4 separate regions of the Mus musculus genome follow, and regions 2, 3 and 4 are each linked to region 1. The links are chromatin contacts, called in public Hi-C, HiChIP or PLAC-seq and promoter capture Hi-C maps. All regions are on one chromosome and are shown on one strand. The core of a region is the stretch at or near the end of the contact, and the rest is flanking DNA. Distances in the headings are between cores, read along the strand shown. Region 1 holds the start of Soga1 (suppressor of glucose, autophagy associated 1). Region 2 has its middle 18 kb from the start of Sla2. Region 3 holds the start of Tgif2 (TGFB-induced factor homeobox 2). Region 4 overlaps Ndrg3 (N-myc downstream regulated gene 3).

Region 1 (2,735 bases), core at 45-2,544:
CCAGGTGCTAGGCAGACCTGCTTGTACTTCGAGGTGGATGGTGGGTCAATAAAAGAAAAAGGAGTAGACCTTGAACTAGTTGGCCATGATGTAGGTCAGGTTAGGAGAAAGGGGAGGAGCCAAAGTAAAGATGAGGGAAGAAGAGGAGGACGAGGAACCCATGGAAAAGAAGGGGGAAAAGAGAAGGGGAGAGAAAGACCGAGAAGGGTCTAAAGGAAGAAAAAGAGGCTGCATAGTGTGTGTGTGTGTGTGTGTGTGTGTGTGTGTGTGTACGAGCTACCTTCTGGGTGGCAAGAGACTGGGCAGCTACCATGCTGATGAGTGCCTTCCCAGGGCCAAAGAACTTACTATGGTTTAGGCACAGTGTGGAGAGGGCAGAGGTGAGGAAGGTGTAAGGGATTCTGAGAAATTAACTCTGATAGCCTGAATAGCTCAAGAGGAAAGAAACCATGCCCACCAATACTGGGGCCTTGGAGTCTGTGGTGGAGTCAATCTGACCCTGTTGGTATTCAGGGTCACAGTCCCATGCCAGCCCCTAACCGGCCTAGAACCTGCCCCCTAAGCACCTAACGGTCTGGCATCCTCAAGGCACAGCCTGAAGTTAATCGCAAAGACCATGAAATTGGGGTCGGGGAGACAAGACTATGCCCGGGTTCATAGGCAACTAGGGTGTGCAAGATCCAAGATGCACGCGGAACGCCACGGTTCCAATGGCAGCGGACAGATAGACGAGGCAAAAGGAGTCCAGCATACTCTGTAGGATCCATCCTGCTTCCTTCTCAGACCAAGAACCGACCGCGTGCCAGGTCGTGTTCAGTTTAAGGTTCTATAGGATGGGGTCGTTTGTCATGCCCAGTTAAAGGGGGCGGAGTTCGCGCAGGCTCAGCACCCACAAGGGGCGCGCGGCGCGGTGCTGGGTGTGCATGGATGCTGGCTCCGGCCCTTTGAGGTCCGCGGGGCCTCTGCCAGGGAATAGTCTCTCCTGTCGTCCACGAGGCCCCTACGGCGACGCCGGGCTTCCAGGCTCCTCGGCCGGGTGTGATCCCCCAGCCCGCAGAGGAGCGGCCGGCGGCCCGGAGCGGCGGGAGCGAGCCGAGGCCGCGGCTGCCCGGGCCCGCCTGACCCTCGAGGGGGTCGCTGTTGCCTCGCGGATCCCTCCCTCGCTCCCCGCTCGCGTCCCTCCCCGCTGCTCCCGCCGCGTCCGCCTTTTGTTCGCCGAGCCGCGCGCCCCCGAGCCGAGGCGGCGGGGCGGGGAGCTGGCGGGGCTGCGTGGGGGGCGGGCCGCGCCGGGCGGAGCCGGGGCCCTGGCCTCAGCCGGACTGGGAGTCCGAGGCGGCGATCGCCGAGCAGGCTGCAGTCGGGGTCCGGGCGCACTCCGGGGGCGCGGCGAGGCGGAGGGGGCGGGCACCGGGCGGAGCCGGAGTCGGAGTCGCGGCGCCTGGAGGAGATCGGGCCGCGCGCTGAGAGCACCGAGTGGCGGAGAGGCCGCGCGGCGCGGGGCAGGGCCCGAGCGCAGCCCCCGGACGCAGGAGACCGGAGCGCAGTCGCGGCCTGAGCGGCGGGAGCGCATCCGAGACCCGCCGCAGGGACACCCAAGCCGGCCACTCCCGGGCCATGCGCGCCGCTCGCTGAGACCCGGGGAGGCCGCGATGGAGACGCCAGCGGGAGAGTCATCGGCGCGGGGCTACGGCCCCCCGCCTGCGCCCGCGCCCGCCGCGGAGAGGAAGAAAAGCCACCGCGCGCCATCACCAGCCCGGCCCAAGGACGTGGCCGGCTGGTCTCTGGCCAAAGGCCGCCGCGGCACAGGCCCGGGCTCCGCTACAGCCTGTGGCACCGCGTCCTCGGCGAGGCCCGACAAGAAGGGGCGCGCGGTGGCTCCTGGTACCCGAGGCACGGGGCCTCGGGTGGCCGGGGTGCGCACGGGGGTCCGCGCCAAGGGTCGCCCTCGTCCCGGTACCGGGCCCCGCCCGCCGCCGCCGCCGCCCAGCCTCACGGACAGTAGCTCCGAGGTGTCGGACTGCGCGTCGGAGGAGGCGCGCCAGTTGGGCCTGGAGCTGGCGCTGAGCAGCGACGCCGAGTCTGCGGCGGGCGGCCCGGCGGGGACCCGCACCGGGCAGCCGCCCCAGCCAGCGCAGTCGGGGCAGCAGCCTCCGCGGCCTCCCGCCTCCCCGGATGAGCCGTCGGTGGCCGCATCGTCGGTGGGCAGCAGCCGCTTGCCACTCAGCGCCTCGCTAGCCTTCTCCGACCTCACCGAGGAGATGCTGGACTGTGGGCCCGGAGGCTTGGTGCGGGAGCTGGAAGAGCTGCGTTCCGAGAACGACTATCTCAAGGTGGGGACCTGGGGGGGATGGGGGAGGCGCAGGGGCGGGAGAGGACTGGTCATCCGGGCTCAAGAGTCCAGGGCGCTGACCAAGCAGGGAGAGTGCCCCACCTTCTCTTCCCACTTTTCCGGTGAGGAGGATTATGGATAAGACACCGAGTAAAGGACCCCAATGTGCACTTTCCCACCCGCGGTAAAACTGTTTTAGAGGACACGTTCTGATGGGTGAGTGGGGATAGTCAGCCAAGGCTGACCTTCCCCCCCTCTAACCTGCCCAGGACCCCGGTCCCAGATCAGCAGGCTTTCTCGGCTCTCTGTTCTGGAACCAATGTCCGTGTGTTAGGCTGCCAGGGAAACCGTGCTATCCCCTGGCAAGGAGAGGCAGAACACCATCCTAAGTCCTTACCCAGGGCTT
Region 2 (2,700 bases), core at 192-2,691, 170 kb after region 1:
CACATGTTAACTCTATTTACACCGTTTTTTCTTTTAGCTCTCGGGGTTTTTTTGTTTGTTTGTTTGTTTTTTGTTTTTTGTTTGTTTGTTTGTTTGTTTTGGTTTTTTGAGACAGGGTTTCTCTGTATAGCCCTGGCTGTCCTGGAACTCACTTTGTAGACCAGGCTGGCCTCAAACTCAGAAATCTGCCTGCCTCTGCCTCCCAAGTGCTGGGATTAAAGGCATGCACCACCATGCCCGGCAGCTCTCAGGTTTTACCACCAACATTGTGGACATAATTCTGGCTCATCACTTTGGCCAGGTAAGCTCCTGTTCTTGTACAAAAAGCCTTCCTGTGCTTCAGGAAAGAAAGAGGCTCATTGCAATGCACGGATCCTGCAGAGAAAGAACATGGTCCTTGCAGTCAGAAGGGCACGTGGGCCTGCAAAGGCCAGTCCTCTGGGAGGGGCTTCTCTCAGCCTCACTGATCTTGGCACTCAGAGAGAGACAGAAAACAGCCACTCCCCACCTGTCCCCCGTGAGCAGAATGCCATCTGGGTATGTTTGACAACACCAGTGCCTCAGCAGACAGCTTTAGAGCCACCAGGAGGTTCAGGAAGGGCTTCACAGGAATCAACATTTCAGAGGAGACAAGCCAAGAGCAGTGAGGTGCTGCTATTGGGAAAGGAGCTTAGAGATGACCTCATCCAGCCAGGGGCTGAGGGACACTGGTGTCCAGCAGGACGGCTGCTGTCCTGGGATGGACAGCTGTTGGTGGGGGATTTGCCTCCAGTCCTGATTTCTAAGGGAAAGTGAGTGATGTAGACACTGAGCTGTGAGGGGCAGTTACAGGGAGGCGCGGAGGCTGCTCAGTTAGTCTGCTGGCCAAGCCAGCTCAGTCAGTCCACAGGGTCTCAAGGGCAGGAGTGAGGATTGAAAAGAAAAAGACATTAGTCAAACATTACAACCCAACTCCAGCCAGTTCTGAGGCTGAAGCTCCTTCCATTTTTCCCAGCCAGCATTTATACCACTCCAGGTTCTAGCAAAGAACAGGGTCAGTTCTTAGATCCCAGACAATGTGATTAAACAAGGCAAGGAACAAAGAGATCACACCTGGTAGCAATCAAACAAAGCAATAAACAAAGTCCCCAAGTCTCTGGGTCTGGGGGCTTATCAGGATTACCAAGACAAAAGGGAAGTCACACCTTCCTTGGCTGTGTTCCCCTTGAGCCTTGCAGTAGCCCAAATGTGAATATGCTTGTCTGAGCCTACTTCCTTGAGCCCAGTGACAAGTACTTGCCAAATTTCTATAAGTGGTACCAAAAGCTCTCCACAGTCTGCATCCTTAATTCTAAATATGCCTAAAGGAGAATGGAAGGTCGGATGGAGCAGGCTGTCACCACCTACTGATGATGTGCGTGCTAAGTAGTTTGAAAGCTGCTTTCCGCTGCTGGAGTGATGGTTTAACAGTTAAGAGCACTGACTGTTCCTTCCCGAGGTCCCAGTTCAATGCCTAGTCCCATATCCTGTTTGTAATCTCCATTCCTAGAGGATTTTCACCCCCTTCTGGCTTCTGCTTGCACTGCAGGCATCTGGTGCATAGACAGACATGTGGGCAGAAACATTCACATAGGAAAGAAGAATTTTCTTATGTCTTTAAAGATGTATTTACTTTTACGTGCATTGACAGTTTGCCCGCATGTGTGTCTGTGTAAGCATGCCAGACCACCTGCATCTGGAGTTACAGACAGTTGTAAGCTGCCATGTGGATGCTAGGAATCAAACCAGGGTCCTGTGGAAAAGCAGCCAGTGGTCTTAACTGCTGAGCCATCTCTCCAGCCCCCCAAATAAGAACTTTCAATAAAATTAAAAGAATTACTGGGTGTGGTGGCATACAACTTTAATCCTAGCACTTGGAAAGCAGAGGCAGGTGGATATCTGTGAGTTCCAGGATGCAGAGCCTGGCCTACAAATTGAGTTCCAGGATAGCCAGGGCTACATAGAGACCCTGTCTTTGAGACCTTTTGTCTCAAAAGAACAAAACAAACAAAAACTATTGCTTCAGATATCCAAACTTAGTTATTTTTCCCAGGTTTGATAGCCCAATACAGTAGGGAAACCGAGGACCAAATTTAATGTTATCCATATTGTAAATTGAGTTGAAAATTGTTTTTTTTTTCATTTTAGCTTTAGTTCTTTGAGACTTTCATACATGAGCACACATGTATTCATATAATTTCTACCCCTCTTTCTCCCTGGAGTTGACATTTGAAGCCCAGCTCAACTCCAAACTCCAAACCCTAGACCATATCCTCCCTCTCTCTCTCTCTCTGTTCATGTATGCATGTGTGTGTGTTATGAATGTATGTGTTTGCATGCATGTGGTACCTATGTACATGTGTGCACATATGTGTGAAGGCTAGAGGTCAACATTAGGGTCTTCCTTCTGTCTTTCTAACTAAGCCTCCTTCCCACAGGTTGGTTTCCAGCTGAAGACGTCACCTACTTGTCACCGGGGCTCCATCACCTACTTGTCACCGGGGCTCCTGGCCAAAATGTTTGGCTCTGGACCTGAACATTTGCCCACATCCAAAAAAAACAACTTTGTGTGTGTGTGGCATATGGGTCCTCATATGGAGAAATTAGTTTGTCTTTTAGTTTTGATCAAAACAGGGGAAAGAGAAATCCTCAGACCGTGTCCATGGTGCCACAGAGGCATCA
Region 3 (2,998 bases), core at 370-2,869, 240 kb after region 1:
AAATTTACACACTATACCTAGGACCAACGACTAGACTATCGAAACTAGCCCAACTCCTGCACCCGCCCACCCACGAACTCCAAGTGACCTGCCCACCCACGATCTCTCCGACCCAGGAGCACGCACGTCACCACACCGGCCATCCATCAGTTTTTTATACAACTGGGTTATTGGAGGCACCCCTTGGACACTGCACCCCATCAATCTCCTACACACTCCCACAACACCATCTGCAGCCACTCCCACAGGAACTTTCTGACAACTCGCCCAGCTCCAGATACAATCCCCCGGGCCGCACACTGAGGCTGGAGTTCCCAGCAGTTCACACAAAGCGCGCAGCCTCCCCCGCGGCCCAGACGCAACGGAGCACATGGCTCATGGGGCGCCGACGAATCCGCCGGCGCTCAAGGCACCCTCACTCAACTGTCCCCCACCAGAGTCACGGTGCGAGCAACAGCTCCCCTGTCGGTCCGCCACCCGGCGCTTGGGGGTTGGGGGGGGGGGACGACTTTGCAAGGAAAAAAAAAAAACTCACGTGTCCATTTTGGGACAGGAAAAAGTTTAGTTCCCAGCCCGTTCCCTGGTACTCCGCGCAGGGTGACTCTTGGGGCGCGGGGCCGCCGGAGCGTGCGCGCTCGGCTTTGTGCTCCGAACTCGGCCCGGAGGGGGAGGGGAAAAGAGGGGGCTGGGCTCCAACCTCCGCGCCGCCCCCCCCCCCCAACTCTGCGCCTGGACTCCATGTTGGCCGCCCCCCCTACATCGGGGACGCGCACAGCCCCCGCAAGACGCTCGGCTGCCCTTCGCCTGGTCCCGGGGTCCCGGCGCGCACAAACTTTCTCCGCGTCGCCAGCCCCACGCGCCCCACAGCCTTGGCCCGCCTGGGAGTGACAGATGCCTCGGAGACAGACTTTCCTTTGTTCCAAAGGAAAGGGGAACTCGCGCGGGCTCCCAAGCCCTCTCCGTCGGAGCCCCGCCCGCGGCCCCCACCTCCAGCTGTCACTCGGCGGCCCCCGGTCCCGCTCTGTCGCCGTGCGGGAGGGGGGGGGGCTGCCGGCGGTTAGCAACGTGCACTTTTGAAACCAAACAAACCCGCTCCCCGCGCGCTCACCCCGCTGCAGGGCACCGGCTGCCCTCTCCCAGAGGAGCTTTGGGAGCTTTGGGAGCCGAGCCCTCCCTCAAGGACCCCGAACAGCGCCCCCCCCGCCAACCCCGGCATTCCGCGCCAGCGTTCCGCGGTCCCGACTCACACACACCCCCGGGGCTCACACACCCACTGTCGCACGCGCCGGGACGACGCCCCCTCCCCCGCCCCGTCGCCCCAAGAAACTTTCCAAGTTGTCCGCGCGCCTCCTCCCGCGTCTCCAGCCCCTCGGCGCCCCGCACTCACCTTCCCTGGCGGCTTTCCGGCCCACGCGGCCTCGGTGGGGTGTGGGACCACCCGGCCGGGGCGGGGGGCACCGGGGGAACGCGCCGCGTACCTGCCGGGTCTGACACCCGCCTGACAGCTCGCGGCTGGAAAGCACCTCGCGACCTGACGTCAGATCCCCTCTCCTCCCATCCCGCCTGCCGCACCCTCCCCCACCGCCCCGAGGCAGAAACAAACTTTGTGCAGAGCGTGGCCAGCTACGCCCACCCTCGGGGGCGGGCCCGCAGAGCCAGGGGGCTTCGCCCCGCCCACGCGTCGGAGGGGGCGGGCCCGCGGCACCTCCTTCCTGCGCCCACCCACCTTAGGAATGCCGCATGGCCGGGGCCCGGGGCGGAGCGGTGGGACCAGGGCTCCCGGAGTCAGCTCCAGGGCAGGAAGTGGCCCGCTCCTCCTTTCAGAGAGTGTTTCCGGAGCGCCTACTGTGTGCTCCTCCATGGGGGTGGGGGCACTACCAGGCACAAAGGGTGCCAGTCCCCGTACCTTTGTAAGTTCGCCTCCTCCTCTGGGAGCTTGCCCTTGTGGGGATGGGGAAACTGAGGCTCAGTCGGCTCAGAGTAACTCCCAGGTGCTAAAGGACCAGTTGTTTTGTCCGCTCATAAGGCAAACGGCGCGGCGAAGACCACTTGGGATAAAACCCCAAGCCTAGCGCAGATGGTCGGCCAGGGGTGAGTACAGGCTGCACCCCAGGAGCGTGAGTGAGGCAGGCACCGTGTCGCAATTTGGAGGTGGCCGCATTTACTCGCTGGTCCCTGCCTTACCACGTGTGCCAGTGTCCTTTGGCCAGGTGGGTCTGATGATAGAGCCGAGCCTTTCCCTTGGTGGCTAACCCCAGTTGGAGAGGGTGAGGCTAGGCGCTTCCAGCGGTCCAGGCTAGGGTCATTTTACCTCAAGTTTTCCTTGCGTCCAAGTTCCCTGACTGTTTGTCTGTCTCTTGCTATCTGCATAAGTGTGGCATAGCCTAACTCCAGCTAACAGGCCTTTTCTGGGTTTGTGATCATATAGGCCCAGAAACCTGAGACCCACGTGCCAGAACCAACAGCATCCGAACAGTCTTCCCTGATTGTTATTTTTTTTAATGCTGTTATCTTCTAATCATTTTACTGTTGAGTTTGGGTCTTGGGTCAGACTTAAGAGTGGCGCACCTGCTGCAGCTAAGTGACAGAGACAACAGCTGTCATTGCTGCAGCAGACTCAAGCTTTTGTTTTTCGTTGTACTGTAGTCACAAAAACTTTGGCAACCAAAGTTAAGTTTTCCTACCAGAAGGCCCTAAGCCAGTCAGGATGCCGATTAAAAGCATCTTAAGGTGGGTTTCATAGAAGCCGGACTTGCCTGGAAATCCTTGAAACCAAGATGGCCATCCAAAATCAAAAACATTGCCCAGAACCCTCTTTTTTACTGATGGTGACACCAAGTCTCAGAGAGTTGGTCACAAGCAATTTCTTAGCCAAGTCATATTCCAGCCACAGACCTTTGAAAGAATGAAGGAGATGGGAAATCTTAGGTAAGAAAAGTAAAAACCAATTAGGTCTTGGCAAAAAGCAGGGACTGTCATATAGGTGTGACATGGAGGG
Region 4 (2,975 bases), core at 181-2,680, 140 kb after region 1:
TCTTCCCTAACCTGTCACCCATGGCCAAGGCTCTCCCGCACCTCCTTCCCTGCATCCTCAGCTCCACCTCATCCAAGTCCTCAGAGGGAATTCCATCCAGAACCCAGGCAGAAGCCTAACGGGGAACTGGCAAGATGAGTTGAGCTGAAATTTGTTTCTGAAAATAGACTGTCTCCAGATTTACACAGATTGCCGCGTTTATTAGACTGTGAGATGCATCGTTTTGAAATGGGAAGAATTGGGAGAGAAATGTTCAAAATGTGAGAACATTCTGTAAATATAGCTTTTCCTCCCACTCCCTGAAATAAAGATGGCTAAAACTGGAAGGAACCTTATTTTTTGTGTCTTGGATGTCTTGGGCAGGGTGGTAAGTTGATCTCTACCCACCATCAACCCAGTGTAAATGCAAAACTAGGGGCAGGGAGGAGGCAGCAGAGGCCACCGTCCCAGACTGCACGTTTCAGAGCACTACCTAACATGTTCCCTCACACGGTCCTTCAACCCTCCTTTTCCCTCTCCACCCCCTTCTCTCTCTCCTTTTTAGCTTTCTTTTTATCTTTTTCTTTTTGAGATTAGGTCTCCCAAGGTCACTAGGGTTAATCTCCAAGTCCAGTGCTGAAGTAAACTAAACCTTCTACCCCGGCCTTCTGAATTCATGGGTCTGTAGGTGTAACTATAAAATACCCTGCTACAATGCCCCTATTTCAAAGTATGCCATACTACCTTAGAATGGAAATTTAACCTTTTTCAGACTTCCTATGTTTCTTTGAAAATACTGTGTCACACAAATATATCACACTAAATTTGTAGGGTTTGTCTGGTTTGAAAAAATGGTCTCTCTCTGTAGCATATGCTGACCAGTAACTTCCTATACATCCCGTCTAACTTCAAACTATGGTCCTCCTCCCTTAACCTCTCTCATCCTAGTAACTGGGATTACAGTTGTTTGCCACCATGCCCTGTGACCTCTTGTTTTATTGAGGAATAATGTTTGGACAGAAAAGAACACCTTCCTTTAGTGGACAGCCTGTGAAATACTCACACTTGCTAACTCTATTAACACCATTTTGGGTTTTTTTGGGTTTTGGTGGTGGTGGTGGTGGTTTTTCGAGACAGGGTTTCTCTGTATAGCCCTGGCTGTCCTGGAACTCACTTTGTAGACCAGAGAAATTCGCCTGCCCCTGCCTCCTGAGTGCTCAGATTAAAGGCATGTGCCACCACGCCCAGCTTAACACCATTTTTTATCTTTTAGCTCTCAGGTTTTACCACCAACATTGTGGACATAATTCTGGCTCATCACTTTGGCCAGGTAAGCTCCTGTTCTTGTACAAAAAGCCTTCCTGTGCTTCAGGAGAGAAAGAGGCTCATTGCAATGCACGGATCCTGCAAAGAGCATGGTCCTTGCAGTCAGAAGGGCACGTGGGCCTGCAAAGGCTAGCCCTGCAGGAGGGGCTTCTCTTAGCCTCACGGATCTTGGCACTCAGAGAGAGACAGAAAACAGCCTCTCCCCACCTGTCCCCCGTGAGCAGAATGCCATCTGGGTATGTTTGACAACACCAGTGCCTCAGCAGACAGCTTTAGAGCCACCAGGAGGTTCAGGAAGGGCTTCACAGGAATCAACATTTCAGAGGAGACAAGCCAAGAGCGCTGAGCTGCTATTGGGAAAGGAGCTTAGAGATGACCTCATCCAGCCAGGGACTGAGGGACACTGGTGTCCAGCAGGACGGCTGCTGTCCTGGGATGGACAGCTGTTGGTGGGGGATTTGCCTCCAGTCCTGATTTCTAAGGGAAAGTGAGTGATGGAGACACTGCTCGATGAGGTGTGGAGCTGTGAGGGGCTGGGGTGTGGAGGGGCAGTTACAGGGAGGCGTGGAGGCTGCTCAGTTAGTTTGCATCCTTAATTCTAAATACCCCTAAAGGAGAATGGAAGGTCGAGATACAGCAGGCTGTCACCACCTACTGGCTATGTGCCTGCTGAGTAGTTTTTATTTTATCTGGTGTAGGTGGTATAAGCCTGGATCTTCTGAAAGAAGAGCCAGTGCTCTTAACCGCTTAGCAATCTCTCCAGCACCTTGGCTTAATTTTGAGAGAGGGAAACCAAAGGCCTGAAACACAGCATAATATACCACCATTGTCCACATGAAAGTGATGGAGCTGACATTTGAATCAGGGTCTAGTTCCAAAGTTATAGTCTTCCTGTTATTATTTTCTCTTTTTTTTTCATTTTATTTTTTTACTAATATTATACATTTAGGAAGAAGAGCTTATTCAGGCTTATTATAGAAAATCTATGAAACATCCATTTCCTGTTTCTCATAGGCAATCACTCTAGGTCTTCTGATTCCCTGCTCTCTTGCTTTTGACAATGTCTGTCCCCAGGATTGGCATCAAACTTGGATGCTCTTCCTTTAGCTTTCCAAGTGCTGGGATTTTAATCTGGTTCTTCGTGGGTAACCTCCGTCCATATTGTATTCTTGACAAAGGGGGCATAACTCACATACACTATGATGCACATACTGTAAGTGCGTGCCTCTGACCTTTGTCCTATAGATTCTCTTATATATCTACATATATTACTGTATAAAATGTCTCCATACAAAGAGAACAAAGAGGTTCTCTTCTTCCTATTCATTAATCCCCCGAAACACACTCACTGTTCCATTACCTCTCTTCTTTACTTTTGCCTAATTTTTAATTTAAAATAGGTAAAATCATAGGATATACTGCCTGGACCTGGCATTTTTCGCTCCATATAACTATCTTTGGTATATCCATCTACCAGTTGGTGCCCTGGTTCGACACAGAATATGGAACTGAACTCTGATGGGGCCCATAGGTATTGTTGATCTTAGAAGATGTAAGCCATTCGGTGTGCTGGTACATTAATAACTCTCCACAGCACCCCCAGTCCCCTCCTGAGCACAGTGGCTCCTGTCACTGAAAATACAAACTACATAAGATGGACGTGTTCTGCC

What was found. Promoter capture Hi-C pulls out the DNA fragments that hold promoters and counts their contacts. A called contact is a pair of places that touch in the nucleus more often than the background predicts. HiChIP or PLAC-seq counts read pairs in DNA pulled down with a chosen protein or histone mark.
Region 2: a contact with region 1 is called in an H3K27ac HiChIP or PLAC-seq map of epiblast stem cells. The contact joins the enhancer-like site here to the promoter of Soga1 in region 1. A contact is called at or near these places in 13 of 39 promoter capture datasets (the 3T3-L1 cell line, the C10 cell line, the HPC-7 cell line and 8 more), 2 of 15 datasets of contacts at CTCF or cohesin (the NIH/3T3 cell line and large pre-B cells), 16 of 484 Hi-C or Micro-C datasets (3T3-L1-derived adipocytes, the Ba/F3 cell line, the C2C12 cell line and 10 more), 23 of 115 datasets of contacts at active chromatin or transcription factors (acute myeloid leukemia, bone marrow-derived dendritic cells, bone marrow-derived macrophages and 16 more) and 3 of 9 other capture datasets (adipose tissue, liver and macrophages).
Region 3: a contact with region 1 is called in a promoter capture Hi-C map of 3T3-L1-derived adipocytes, with 4 times the contacts expected there. The contact joins the promoter of Tgif2 here to the promoter of Soga1 in region 1. A contact is called at or near these places in 26 of 39 promoter capture datasets (the 3T3-L1 cell line, 3T3-L1-derived adipocytes, the C10 cell line and 16 more), 4 of 484 Hi-C or Micro-C datasets (cardiomyocytes, embryonic stem cells, granulocyte-monocyte progenitors and 1 more), 28 of 115 datasets of contacts at active chromatin or transcription factors (the NIH/3T3 cell line, bone marrow-derived macrophages, cardiomyocytes and 20 more) and 6 of 9 other capture datasets (adipose tissue, bone marrow-derived macrophages, embryonic stem cells and 3 more).
Region 4: a contact with region 1 is called in a Hi-C map of cerebellum, with 3 times the contacts expected there. The contact joins the enhancer-like site here to the promoter of Soga1 in region 1. A contact is called at or near these places in 4 of 39 promoter capture datasets (the C10 cell line, embryonic stem cells, hematopoietic stem and progenitor cells and 1 more), 1 of 484 Hi-C or Micro-C datasets (cerebellum), 5 of 115 datasets of contacts at active chromatin or transcription factors (the NIH/3T3 cell line, embryonic forebrain, embryonic stem cells and 1 more) and 3 of 9 other capture datasets (adipose tissue, liver and pancreatic islet).

The regions. Positions count from the first base shown.
Region 1 is chr2:157,077,824-157,080,558 of GRCm38.p6, reverse strand. Soga1 (suppressor of glucose, autophagy associated 1) reads left to right here and starts at 1,294. Exons shown (of 15, transcript NM_001164663.1): 1 at 1,294-2,330. The coding sequence starts at 1,650. It also overlaps a transcript of Tldc2 not described here.
Region 2 is chr2:156,903,997-156,906,696 of GRCm38.p6, reverse strand. No RefSeq gene overlaps it. Among named protein-coding and RNA genes, the nearest start is that of Sla2, 18 kb to the right of the region's middle. Within about 2 kb of position 1,441, at least 19 of the 459 cell types and tissues checked have an H3K27ac peak or open chromatin away from gene starts, as enhancers often do. A contact at or near this core is called in cerebellum and epiblast stem cells, where this site is marked.
Region 3 is chr2:156,838,628-156,841,625 of GRCm38.p6, reverse strand. It overlaps Tgif2 (TGFB-induced factor homeobox 2), which reads right to left and starts at 1,619. Exons shown (of 3, transcript NM_173396.3): 1 at 1,388-1,619. It overlaps LOC115486128, which reads left to right and starts at 378. Exons shown (of 5, transcript XM_030252280.1): 1 at 378-444; 2 at 627-1,910. The coding sequence starts at 378.
Region 4 is chr2:156,938,691-156,941,665 of GRCm38.p6, reverse strand. Ndrg3 (N-myc downstream regulated gene 3) reads left to right here. Exons shown (of 16, transcript NM_013865.2): 9 at 1,253-1,309. Among named protein-coding and RNA genes, the nearest start is that of Ndrg3, 52 kb to the left of the region's middle. Within about 2 kb of position 1,430, at least 12 of the 459 cell types and tissues checked have an H3K27ac peak or open chromatin away from gene starts, as enhancers often do. A contact at or near this core is called in cerebellum, where this site is marked.